2 separate regions of the Mus musculus genome follow, and region 1 is linked to region 2. The links are chromatin contacts, called in public HiChIP or PLAC-seq maps. All regions are on one chromosome and are shown on one strand. The core of a region is the stretch at or near the end of the contact, and the rest is flanking DNA. Distances in the headings are between cores, read along the strand shown.

Region 1 (6,000 bases), core at 1,309-3,808, 35 kb before region 2:
TCTCTCCTTCCCTCTCTCCCTCCCATCCCTCCCTCCCTTCCTCCCTTCCTTCTTTTTGTGGTACTGGAGTTAGAACCCAGAGCATTACATGTGATAGTTAAGCACTCCATACTAACCTATATCCCCAGCACACAAACTTCACTACTCCTGGGTAGGTATTTAGTGAAATTTCTGGGTAGAGTGTTAACTTTATATATACTGTGTACATGAATATTAAATGTAATATGTCTGTATTCTGGGAGAAACTTCAGAACTGCTTTCGCACAGAAGTTACACGATCTTACATTCCCAGCAGTAATGCAAAGGTCCAGCTTCCTTTCTCATTCCTGTCAACATTTGCTATTTTTCATTTAAAATAATTACATAGATCTGAGTGTAGTGGTGCAGACATCTCATCTCAACACTAAGGAGTTGGAGACAGGATCATGGGGGTCTTGAGTTCTAGACCAGACCAGGTTACAGAGCAAAACCATGTCTCAAACAACACCAACAAAGCCTACAGCCGCTCTAGTGAGCGTGGAGATGTCTCAGTGTAGGTTATTTGGTCTGTTGATTTTGTTTGTTTGTTGCTTCTGGCCTTATGAGACAGGGCCCTTGTCTGTAGCATAGGTGGGTCTTAAACTCCTATCCTCCTGCCTCAGTCTCACAAGGGCTGTGCTACCTCTTGCAGCTCCTGGCAGTTCTGTTTTTCATTTCCTTAACGTTGAGTTTTGCTTATTGGCGATTTGTGTGTCTTCAGAGAAATGTCTATTTGAGTCTTCTGCCCGTCGTCAATTTCTTTGTCTTTTTATTGTTAGGCTGCAAGAATGTTTTGTAACATCTAGAAATGAGCAGTGCTTATCAAACCTGAGACTTGTAACCGTCTTCTTCCATTTCGTGGACTGTCTTGGTGTTTCCTTTGAGTCCTTTGGGGAACGCTGACGAAGTCTGCTTTATTCTTTCAATTTCTCTCTTGTTTTACTGTCATAGTCACCCTAGCCTACCCAAACGTTAGGAGGCTTTCACCCCATGTTTTCTCCTAGGAGTGTCATACTCACAGATCTTCCACTTAGAAAAATAATCCAGGGCTGGAGAGAGGGCTCAGCGGTTAAGAGCACTGACTGCTCTTCCAGAGCTCCTGAGTTCAATTCCCAGCAACGACATGCCTCTTCAGGTGTGTCTGAAGACGGTAACAGTGTACCCACATACATGAAATAAATAAATCTTAAAAAAATAAAGAATCCAGCTGGAGCCCATTTTCCTGTAGGGCATAAGATGAATATCCAGCCTCATCCTCCTGTGTGTGGATATCCGATTCTCCACAATACCTGCTTGTTTAAAAGACCACCCTATTTCATTGAATTGTCCTCAACACCTAAAAGAGATTTATTTTATTTAATGTGTATGAGTGACTGGAGTGCTTACATTTACATATGTGCACCATCAATACACCTGCCGTCCATGGCTGTGAGCCTCCAAGTGGATCCTGGGAACCAATCTCCGGTCCTCCACGAAGGGCAGCCAACACTCTTAACCACTAGGCCATCTCTCCAGACACTGTCCCGACAGAGCACCAACCTCTGCTGACCATGGATGAGAGAGCTTATTCTTGGGCCCTCAAGTCCACTCTTGGATCTATGTATATTTTTCTCTAAAAATCAATTCATTGTTTTGGAAAAATACATTGTTTGTTTGTTTTGTACATACATTTGCACGTGTGTCGGGAGATGTGAGAGTCAGTCTTCTCCTTCCATCACGTGGATGCAAGGGAGGTGGCTTACAGATAGATGATCAGGTTTGAAGGCAAGCATCTTCCTGATGCCATCTACCCAGGTCCCTCTCTCTAATTCTCTGTTCAAATCTTTCTTTCTTACTTACTTTCTGTTTTAAGAGATCATCTGCCTTTTATTTTTATTATTTATTTTTAATTACATATTTATTTTATGTATGTGAATATACTATCGCTGTCCTCAGACACACCAGAAGAGGGTATCAGATCCCACTACAGGTGGTTGTGAGCCACCATGTGGTTGAGCAGCCAGTGCTCTTAACCACGGAGCCATCACCTCCAGCCCCATTATTTGTTTGTTTACTCACCTTTTTATTTATTGTCCTTGTACAGTCCCGTCAAGTTTAATGGGAAAAATTAACATCAAAAACCACACCCCTGCACGTGAACAGGGAACTGACACCAGGACAGGAAGTCATAAAATCAAATAACTCGGTGCTCTTTCTCAACCTGTATTTGTTCCATGCATTGAAGACGTGACACCCATTCCTCCGTATGTGGGGGTCTGTGGTCTTGCCAAGCTCCCCGTGTGCTTTAACTCTTGTGCTGCCACAACTCCTGCTTCTACCACAATGGCCTTTCTCAGGCCTGGGTCTTGAGTGACTTCTGCCTTCCTTTGAGTTAGAGTTTCAGAAGGACTTCGTTGTCCTCACCCCTTATCGGAATGTTCTTTGTCACTGTGATCCTCAGGCTGTGTCTCTTGGGGTGTTTATCTCTGGACTCGTGTCTTCTTGTCTGTTGGAAGCTGGGTGCTTATCACGAAGCCGGCTTTTATTTTATCAGAGCACGCAGTCTCCAGCATAGCCTCTTCCTGCGTCAGCGCTGGCTTTGATCCAGCTCCAGCTCCTTGGTCTTCTCCCTCTGTCAGCGTCTGACTTTGCTCTTCTTTCTCTTGACCTTGACTAAGATCTTGAATAATGAAATTCTAAGATAGATGGAGAAACAGAAACATCTAATATTCTTTTTTTTTTCTCTTTGCTTTAGTCAGCGATGTCTCCTCTGGGACTAGTGTATCAGTGGCCACCATGGTCTAGATTCCCTGTCACTAAGGCAGGGCCTCTGCTTGCCACACTCAAAATTCTTTTTGAATGCATTTATGTAACGTAATGTCTGCCTGCATGTAAGAGCACATGAGTGCAGATGCCTGAGACATGACCTAATGGTGGTGTTAGATCCCCTAGAGCGATAAAGAACAACGAGTTAGATAGGTCACTGTGAGCTGCCTAATGTGGATGCTGGGAACTGAACTGGGGTCCTTCCACAAGAGCAGTGAGCCTTCATAACCATCTCTCCAGCCCCAGCATTTCCTTTTGTAATAAACGTAAAAGATGTCTACCTCAGACCTTAATAGTATGTTCATCGTATTTGGGATTGTTTAGGCTTTGCCTGAAGAAAAGAGACATGGGTTAAGCTAGTCCAAGATAAGGTGTAATTAGCCCTGGACCTGCAACATTCCAACCTTCTCCACATTCCTGCCATTCTAATCAGCTATCAGTCTTTGCGGACAGGGCTTCTTTCCAGGAACCCTCGCTCACATTTTACAATTCACTTGGGTTGGTTTTGGGTGGCTATTGTTGTTTTTTAATCTAATGCTTGAGGAGGCCAGAAGAGGGTGTCAGGTGGCCTGGAGCCAGAATTACAAAGAGTTATAAGCCACCATGTGGCGTACTGAGACTTGAACCCAGGTCCTCTACAGCAAGGACTCATAACTAACTTCAGAGCTGTCTCTCCAGTTTCACTATGTTTAATGTCTGTTGAATCTGCAGATCTAGATCTCTCTCTCCCTCCCTCCCTCCTGCTCCCCTTCTCCCCTCTCTCCCTCTCATTCTTTTTATTTTTTATTCTGTGTTTTTCTATGTGTCTGAAAAACCTGTTCTTACTTTTTTTTTAAAAAAATAAATAACATGCTATAAATATGAGATCTGGGCTGGTGCGGTGGCTCAGTGGTTAGGAGCACTGACTGCTCTTCCGAAATTCCTGAGTTCAAATCCCAGCAACCACATGGTGGCTCACAAACATCCGTAATGAGATCTGACACTCTCTTCTGGTGCATTTGAAGACAGCTACAGTGTACTTACATATAAAAATAAAATAAAAAAATCAATTAATAAATATGAGATCCCAAGTGGACAAAATTTTTATCCTTTTAGGATGTTCTAAACTAGCCAAGAATGCTGGTGAATGACTGTAATCCCAGAACTTTGGAGGCTGAGGCAGGAGGATCATGAGTTTGAGGCCAGCCAGGACTACAGAAATGTGATCTCATCTCAAAAAAGAAAACAAAAGAGAGTAGGGGCGGGGGGGGGGGGCAGTGTGTGTGTGAGTGGGGAGGGGACAAGGAAGGGCAGAGAGGAGAGAGCGCTATTGTGGTCTTTCACAGACTTTGACAGGAAAAAGTCTTGCTTCCTCCTCCTCCTCTTCCTCTTTTCCTCCCCCTTCTTGGTTTTTCAGGACAGGGTTTCTCTGTGTAGCCCTGGCTGTCCTGGAACTCACTCTGTAGACCAGGCTGCCCTCGAACTCAGAAATTCGCCTGCCTCTGCCTCCCAAGTGCTGGGATTAAAGGTGTGCACCACCACGCCCGGCCAGGTATGGATTTTCAATGACGTACAGACTAGATTATTGAATGATGTCCCAGAGGTCCCAGGTTCACTGTTTCCAGTCTTCGAAAACTGTATATATTTGGTTCATAATTTATTTAAAATACCTGAACACGGCTATAAAACTGTTTAAATATTCCTGCCTATAACTTTGTCAGATTTGTCAGTGAGTCTGTTTAGGTTACCCAGCATCTGGCTGGTCCTGTTGCTTCATCCAGAGAGAAATTACAGGAGGGCAGTTTGGCCTCGTGAAGCAGGTCTATAAGCCCAGCTACTCTGGAGGCTGAGGTGAGAGGGTTTGCGTGTTCAAGGCCTGTTTGTGCTATAGAACAAAGTCAAGACCAGCCTGGGTGACTTAGTAAGACCTTGTCTGTCCCTAAATAAGGTACACACACACACACACACACACACAATGCTGGGGATTTAGCTCAGGTAAAGAGTGCTTGCTTAGTATGTGTGAGACCTTGGTTTGATTCCCAGAACACAAAAGAGGAGGAAGAGGAGAGGGAAGGAGGGAGGGAAGTGGGGAAAGAACATATGAAGACAAGAATCTGACAAGAAGCTCTATAGCGCAGGTCAAATTTTAGAGGCAGCAGACAGCTGGGAGCCATGGCTGGTGGTGCCCTCTAGCGTTTCTTGAAGCCCTCAGCCCTACTTTGAGAAGTTACAGCTCCTGTGAGTTCTAGACTAGTGGGATTCCTCAGCCCTGCCCCCACGTATGTTTTCCCCTTCGTCTACATAAAACCGGTTGCGGTTGTAGGAAAAGGGTGGCTGCTTTGGGGACCAGGTATCAGTATTTTCCAGCCCTTAACAGTGGCCAGTGTCAGAGATCAGGAGCCTGGGTGCCTAAGGCCTCAAGGCCATAGCTGCTGCTTCTACTACTGTTGTTGCTGACCTCGTGGCCTCTGTCATTCCTGCTTCCCCAGTGACCCTGCACTCAAGGCTCCGCTTCTGCCACTGTCAAGGTTGCTGGCAGTCCCCCAGCTGTGGCTCAACCTGTCAGCTGCTTTGCTGTCACCAATGACATTCCACCACCCACACCATTGGCACTGCTTCTTCTTCATGTTACCAGCTCTGCTCACTCTATCAAAAGCAGACAAGAAAGGCCAATGAGAGAAGCGTCTTACTGGGCCTAATGCTTCGACCTCCCAATAAGGAGGTCTTCTTGCCTCAGTCTCCTGGGATTAAAGGCATGTACTACCTTGCCTGGGCCCAAGCTTTTCATGGCCACTGTGCCTCAAGATCTCCATGTCAAGATCCAGGTCAGAAACTTGTGTCTTCCAGCCTCAAGATCTGGATCACAGGTGTGCCCTCCAATTCTTTTTGTTGTTGTTGTTGTTGGGGTTTTTTTGTTATTTTTCTACACAAAGACAGGGTTTCTCTGTGTAGCCCTGGCTGTCCTGGAACTCATCGTCTGTAGACCAGGCTGGCCTCAAACTCAGCAATCCACCTGCCTCTGCCTCCCAAGTGCTGGGATTAAAGGTGTGTGCCTCCACTGCCCAGCTGAACCCTCCTGAATTCTTGCCTGTAGTTCATTCCAGATATCGTCAAGCTGACAAGGAATAGCCATCACAGTCCTCCTACCTCTGCTTCTCGAATGGCGTGGGATTCCAGAGGTGAGCTAGGCTCTTCTCA
Region 2 (6,059 bases), core at 3,063-5,562:
CCAGTACCTGCCGCCCTATGAAAGGACAGGGAGCCAGGCCAAGTAGCCTAAGGGGTGACCAGAAAGGCAGGCTTGCTGTGTGCACAGGCCTCTCAGAGTGTCCCCATCCCCATACATCCCAGTTTCCCCTTGCTTTCCTAGAGGATGATGTGACTCTCAGACATCTGTAGCAGGGTCTAAGTATGATCTGTATCTAGGGGAATATCTGCATGTGACTGTGTAGCTCTGCGCATGACATGCTGTCAGCTATGTTGTACCATATGTATATGTAGAGTATGCATATAACTTATGTGCCCTTGAAGATATGTGGCCTACAGCAGAGAACAACTCATGCGTGTGTGGACCATGTTCCTGGCATATATGCTCTCTGTCACTGTGATGCCTCTGTGTTGTGTGGGTGACAGAGTGTGATGGTGTTCACCTCTCTGCGCGGGTTTTGATGCTGGGCAAACACGGGGAAGGGAGCTGCAAGCCATGTACTAGCTCACTGCCGATGGCCTGTGCTCAAGATGTCACCGAGGAGAACACTTGTAGCTATTAAAAGAAGGCCAGCTGTCAGCTCCAGTGCCTATGGAATGGAATGTGGATGGTGATTAGAGAAGGCCATATTTTGGAACACTGGAAATGCCATGAGCCCAGGCGCCCCTCCCCCCTCGGCTGACAGTTCCTCCACCCCTCCTCTCTCTTACACAGCAGCCCCTATCAGCCTCTGGGTGTTCAGAGGCTTCCTTGGCCACTCTGGGATCATAGATGTGTCCTATTCTTCTCATCCCTTTGTGCCGTTTCGCTAGGAGTAGCCTGTTGATGCTTCTGAAGTCAGAGAGCTCACACCCCCCTATATCGTATCCCAGGCAGTGTGTACAACCACAGAGGCCAGGGCAGAAGCCTGACAGCAGGCCTATGCTGGCCAGGAAATGGTTAAAGACATAATAATGTCTATCCTGGACGGAGGCGGGACCACAGGAGGGGCCAACCATCAGCAGTTGTCAAACACAAGCGACAAGCATTGCCATCAGGTTACAAGCACACGGAAGCAATTCCCTGAGGTTCCCTGGGAGAAGGGGTTGAACATCCTGAGTGAACACAGTGGGGTTCAGAAGAAGGAACCTGGTGTCCTGGACTAGGGTGGTGTGTCTGTGAGGTGAACTTCCAGAGGAAGCTGGTGCTACAGGTCGGGAAAAAGGGGAATGGGTTAGGGTTAGGGCAGCAGAGATGAAGGGGATGCCAGGCCTCACACAGGGGATTTCAGAGGAAAGATGAACTGGGGTGGAGGGCGGCATACAGAGTCTGAACGTCAAGAGTCCAAGAGTCTGAGGATATCCCAAGGATTATACTGAAAACAGCCTAAGACTACTGGCTCCTTTGGGGTATGGTCCTTGAGAAGCACCACCCTCTCTGGGGTGTGGTCCTCCAGAAGATCCACCCCTTTGGGGGTGTGGTCCTTGAGAAGGTCCACCCCCAACCTTGACCACAACCCCTCCCTTCCCACAGTTCCTTTCGCTTGTCAATGTTCTCAAATAGGAAAAGGTTTTAGGAGGCCCTGTGAGACACTCCTAGAGACGGACAGATCTGTATTATTTATTTTCAGACCAAGGGACACCTCCCCAGTCTGGATCTCGGGATGTAGGATGCCCACTGGCCCTCCCTTTCTTCTGGTACTTGCCCAGCCCCGTCACCTCCCCATCCCATGCACAGACCCAGGATTATGTCACAAGCCTGGAAGCTTTGAAGGTGTTCCTGTCACTCGTGCCACACTGGATACGAATCTCCGGCCCCTTTCCACGCCGCGAAGCACAGTCTGCCGCTACTCAGCTCAGCAGCCACACTGGGCCCCGCCTGAAGCACGAACCCCGGTTTTTCCCGCTCCCCTTCCAGCAGCGGTTGCCTCTCCCCAGACGCTGTATGTGCTGCGATTGTCCAGACAATGACAATGGCGATGGCACTGGGGAACACATCATTTATTTATGAGATAAACATCTTGGCCAGCTTTCACAACCAGGCCGGACATCTCATTGGTTCAGAAAGCCCTTCCCCGCGTCCAGGGCTCAAAAGCTGAACACAGACTTTACTTTGTGCACTGGGAATACTTTTTTGCCTCTAGCTCCTCCCATAGCATTCTCACTGTGGCCCACACTCACATGTACATGGGCACTGGCAGGCACAGAGGTACCTATTGCATGCACACCAAGCAACAAGTGTGCACACCCTGCCCCTACTCGTTCCATGTTAGCGGTCCAAGTTCCTTCCAGATGTGGATCTGACAAGGCACAGGAAAATAAAAACAAACAAACAAACAAACAAACAGGGTCTCTAGTGATAAGCATGTCTCCTGGTGCGTCAGTGAAGAGAACAGGGCCTGGTCTTCATGCCTCCAGCAGTTTCTTTATTCTGACCCCTAGATTTCCAGATTTAACTCTCACTCCTAAAAACCCATCTCAAACTATATGGGAAGCAAAATAGAGGAGGGACAAAGGCCAGTATGGCCCATGCACCCCTCCCCAGTGACGTGTGGAGCTCCGCCCAGTCTCTGTGTACTAGCTGCTTTCCAACTGGCTTTGGATCTCCCAGGGGAGGCCAAGGGAGGCTGGCCTTCCCCTTTAAGAGCATCTCTCTACCACCTTTTCCTTAACCAGAAGCCACCAGGCAGTGCCAGAGGCCAGAGAAAGAGCCTTCGGCTCCAGGTACAACATCGATGGGGTTCCAGGACCAGGTCTGCCCTTTCTTTCTGGTTATGCCTCCTGGCTGGATCTTCCCCAGCTGGGAATGACAGATAGATGGCCCTGGGGAGCAAGGAGAGAGTTAGGATGGATGGGCTGGTACAGAGGATGGGATGGGAGAGGGATGGGGAGGTCCGGCCTCCTGGCCATGAAGGTGGAGTTGCATGGTACAAAGAAAAGCCCAAGCCCCCACCCCCCACTGCTTCCACTTGCAATTTTCATGGCCTTGGGCAAACTACCAAGTGACCCTGGAACATCACCACTTTTACCGTGCACCCTACATATGGCAGGACTGGGGTGTGAGACCGGAGTTATGACAGCTAGGAAATTACTCACACTCAGGCCAGCACTGAGCCTTCAGGTTAATGTCTTTGAGAGGGCCACCAAGAAGCCACCCCATCTTCCCTGAAACTCAGTTTCTCGAGCTGAGGAGCCTGAGTGAACCTCGATCTATCTCCAGACCACATGAGATCTGAAGTCTCTCTTTTGGGAGGGCAGGCTTCTAGGGGTATCTTAATCCAAACATCATGCTGGTTGAAGTCCCAAGGGCCAAGGCCCCCGCCCAGGGCACACTGTCACCGGGGTATGGGCTGAACATGCCACACATGCTTCCCCCTCTCCTGTCCCTTCTATCTCTGTGTCCTAGCAGCTGAACAAATGGCACACATGGCACTTCTCCCTACCCCCCTGTCATTCCTGCGCAAAGGGCACGGAGCCTGGCGTGAGACGCTGGCAGCTGTAGCTTTCCATGCTACTGTCAAGTTTTCCAGGGTACAAATGAGACAGGAGAGCCAGGAATAACTGCCTGGGCCCCAGAGGGTCTAGAGGGGTGGGACAACCCCAGACCTGGCCTAAGACCTTTATCTTGGGGGTCATGCAGCACCCCCTTCTTCGGACCAGGGCTTTGGAAGATGTTATAGCCACTAGGAGCCTATTATCCGACATGAGTCCCATTGGAATGAGCTCAGGATCCTGTGGGACCTGAGTCCATTTTCTGTGTGACCTTGGAGAATAGATTTAACTTCTCTGAGACTTGGCTTTTACAATCCAAGGTGCCAGGACCCTGTGGAAGCTGATGTGAAGAGTCCTTTTCTGAACTTGGCCATGTTCAAAGCCCTGCCACTACATGAGCATTCTTATGTCCAGACCCATAAAAGCGACCCAGGAGCCAATCATTCTTCTGACCCATTGGAGGCTAAGCTGAGTCCAAGGCCCCACTGGGGCCCTACAAGGGATAAGGTGCCAACTCATGGTCCCCACCAGGGACAACAGAATAGCAAAACCCCTATCCAGAGTGGACCCACTGACTACCACAGAACGTGGACTCTGCAGAGGGTACAAGGGAGGCCAGTCCTCCATGCCTGCCCCTTGGGGATGGGTGTTCTGGGTGCTTGACACCCCTCCCCAGGGACTATATTAGCTGCGTGAGTCATGGTGGACCGGCTGGGAGGCCATGGGCAGGCGGGCCCAGTGTAGGGTTACAGTCCATTTATGGGCGCAGCAAGGGCAGATATCAGTGTCGATGGCATTCACTCCCAGCTATTCTTAGGAGCCTCCCAGGAGCTCTGCACAGCCTGGCCAGGCAGCAAGGAACGCAGCAGGCAAGGCCAGGGGTTGGGGTCTGGGGCCAGGACCAGAGATAGGGGCTGGGAAGATAGGCTGCATAAGGGTCCTCTCACCTGACTCTTCGTACTGTTTGCCTGCAGAGGAAGCCACCGCTGTCAGCACCAGTATGTCTTACAGTGTGACTCTGACTGGGCCTGGGCCCTGGGGCTTCCGTCTGCAGGGAGGCAAGGACTTCAACATGCCCCTCACTATCTCCCGGGTAAGTGCACATGGCCCACAGCCTCATTCTCAAAGGGGTGGGGCATTCTTGGAAGAGGGTACACTCATGACCATCTGTCTGTCAGTCTGTCTGTCTTCCCCAGGGCTCTTGCCCGATTCCTGGTCTGAAGTCCAGGGCTGGAATGGTCTCCTTATCTTAGCCACAGATCAATTTGTTTCACCTCAGCTCGTTCCCTGGACTTTGCCCATCTAAGCAAGACGTCAGGGGCAAATAGCTTGGCATTTTGAGTGGAGGAAGAAATGCTGAGTTGGCAGACTGGGTAAGCTTGTGGGTAGAGAGTGCAGGGCCTTCCCCAGCACGGTAAGCTTGAGGTAGTCCCCAAGCTTGGAATCCCTCCCTAGAAGCAGGCAGCTGCTTAGGAAAGAGCATATCTATCAGGAGGAAGGCAGTGCCAGTCAGGTAGACAGAGGGACAGCGTGTTGTCCTTGCTGCCCTACTGTTTGTCGGATGTAAGTCCAGGAGAGACAGCACTGTCCAATGGAAGTAACACTGAATGTCAGGGGTGATGGGGACAGCTCCTGTGATTTGGAGAAACTGAGGCCCAGAGAGGCCAAAAAGTAGACACACTTGGAAGGAAGAGAAGTTTCATTACTGCTGTAGTCCCAGCCCCTAGGCCACAGCCTGGTGCTATCTGCTCACTATGTGTTAAGTAAGGACACCCTACAAGTCCTGGTAGACGTGGGACCAAAGCTCTCATGGCTTAGGGGGCCTGGGAGGCATACAGGGAACTAGTATAACCTGCTTGGTGGCTGAGCCCCTGGCAGGCCTGATCTGGGCTTACGATGTAGAGTTAGACTCCAGGATGTCACTGTACAGTTGGAGGGTGGAATCAAGTATGACTGGATTGCAGTTTCTTCCATAGAGTGGCAGACAGTGCCCTTGGACCTAGGGCTAGCACTCAGTGGTAGTGGGGAATCCTGGGAAGTCCTGGACAGAGGGCCCAGTGCTCCCTCTGAAGCAGTCTTGGTCCTCCTATCACTTTTAAGCTAGGCACTTTGAGGAGCCTTTGTGGAAGGGCAGTGTCCTTCACCTCTCTACCTCAGACCTGAAGTCTCTGCCCTCCAGACACACTGCCCTGAAAACCACTGGGCCCCCTATTAGGAGGATACCCTAAACCATGTCCATCTTGCTTGATGATGTGGTGACATATAGATAGGTGAGCCCAGTGGCTACCCCCAATCCAGGCTCTGCCCAGGCCCCACTCCTGTATAAGACAGGGCCTCTCCTACCGTCCTCATGTGCCCTCTGACCTCCTATGCCTAGGGCTGAGCCCACAGCCCCCAAAGCCCACCATCTCCAAGGCCTGCTGCTTTGTCTTATGGGAACAAATTCATCACTGAGATCAGTAGCACCCAGGAAAGTCAATGACCTCACTCCGGACCTATGCACCACCTGGCCCCGGATGGCCAAGGCTTAAATGGCAGCAGGGAGGCTTTAAGCTAGACAGCAGGAAGAATGTCCTCATTCAAAGAGGGGGTGTGCTGGAAGCTAATGCT

The links. HiChIP or PLAC-seq counts read pairs in DNA pulled down with a chosen protein or histone mark.
Region 1: a contact with region 2 is called in an H3K27ac HiChIP or PLAC-seq map of extraembryonic endoderm stem cells. The contact joins the enhancer-like site here to the promoter of Ldb3 in region 2. A contact is called at or near these places in 4 of 484 Hi-C or Micro-C datasets (the N1E-115 cell line, embryonic stem cells, liver and 1 more), 5 of 115 datasets of contacts at active chromatin or transcription factors (embryonic stem cells, extraembryonic endoderm stem cells, intestinal villus epithelium and 1 more) and 3 of 9 other capture datasets (adipose tissue, liver and pancreatic islet).

The regions. Positions count from the first base shown.
Region 1 is chr14:34,620,174-34,626,173 of GRCm38.p6, reverse strand. Gm52113 (a long non-coding RNA gene) reads left to right here and starts at 5,822. Exons shown (of 3, transcript XR_003951117.1): 1 at 5,822-6,000. Within about 2 kb of position 2,558, at least 24 of the 459 cell types and tissues checked have an H3K27ac peak or open chromatin away from gene starts, as enhancers often do. A contact at or near this core is called in extraembryonic endoderm stem cells, intestinal villus epithelium and trophoblast stem cells, where this site is marked.
Region 2 is chr14:34,586,860-34,592,918 of GRCm38.p6, reverse strand. It overlaps Ldb3 (LIM domain binding 3), which reads left to right and starts at 4,312. Exons shown (of 15, transcript NM_001039074.2): 1 at 4,312-4,542. The coding sequence starts at 4,450. Opn4 (opsin 4 (melanopsin)) reads left to right here. Exons shown (of 9, transcript NM_013887.2): 9 at 1-576. The coding sequence ends at 170.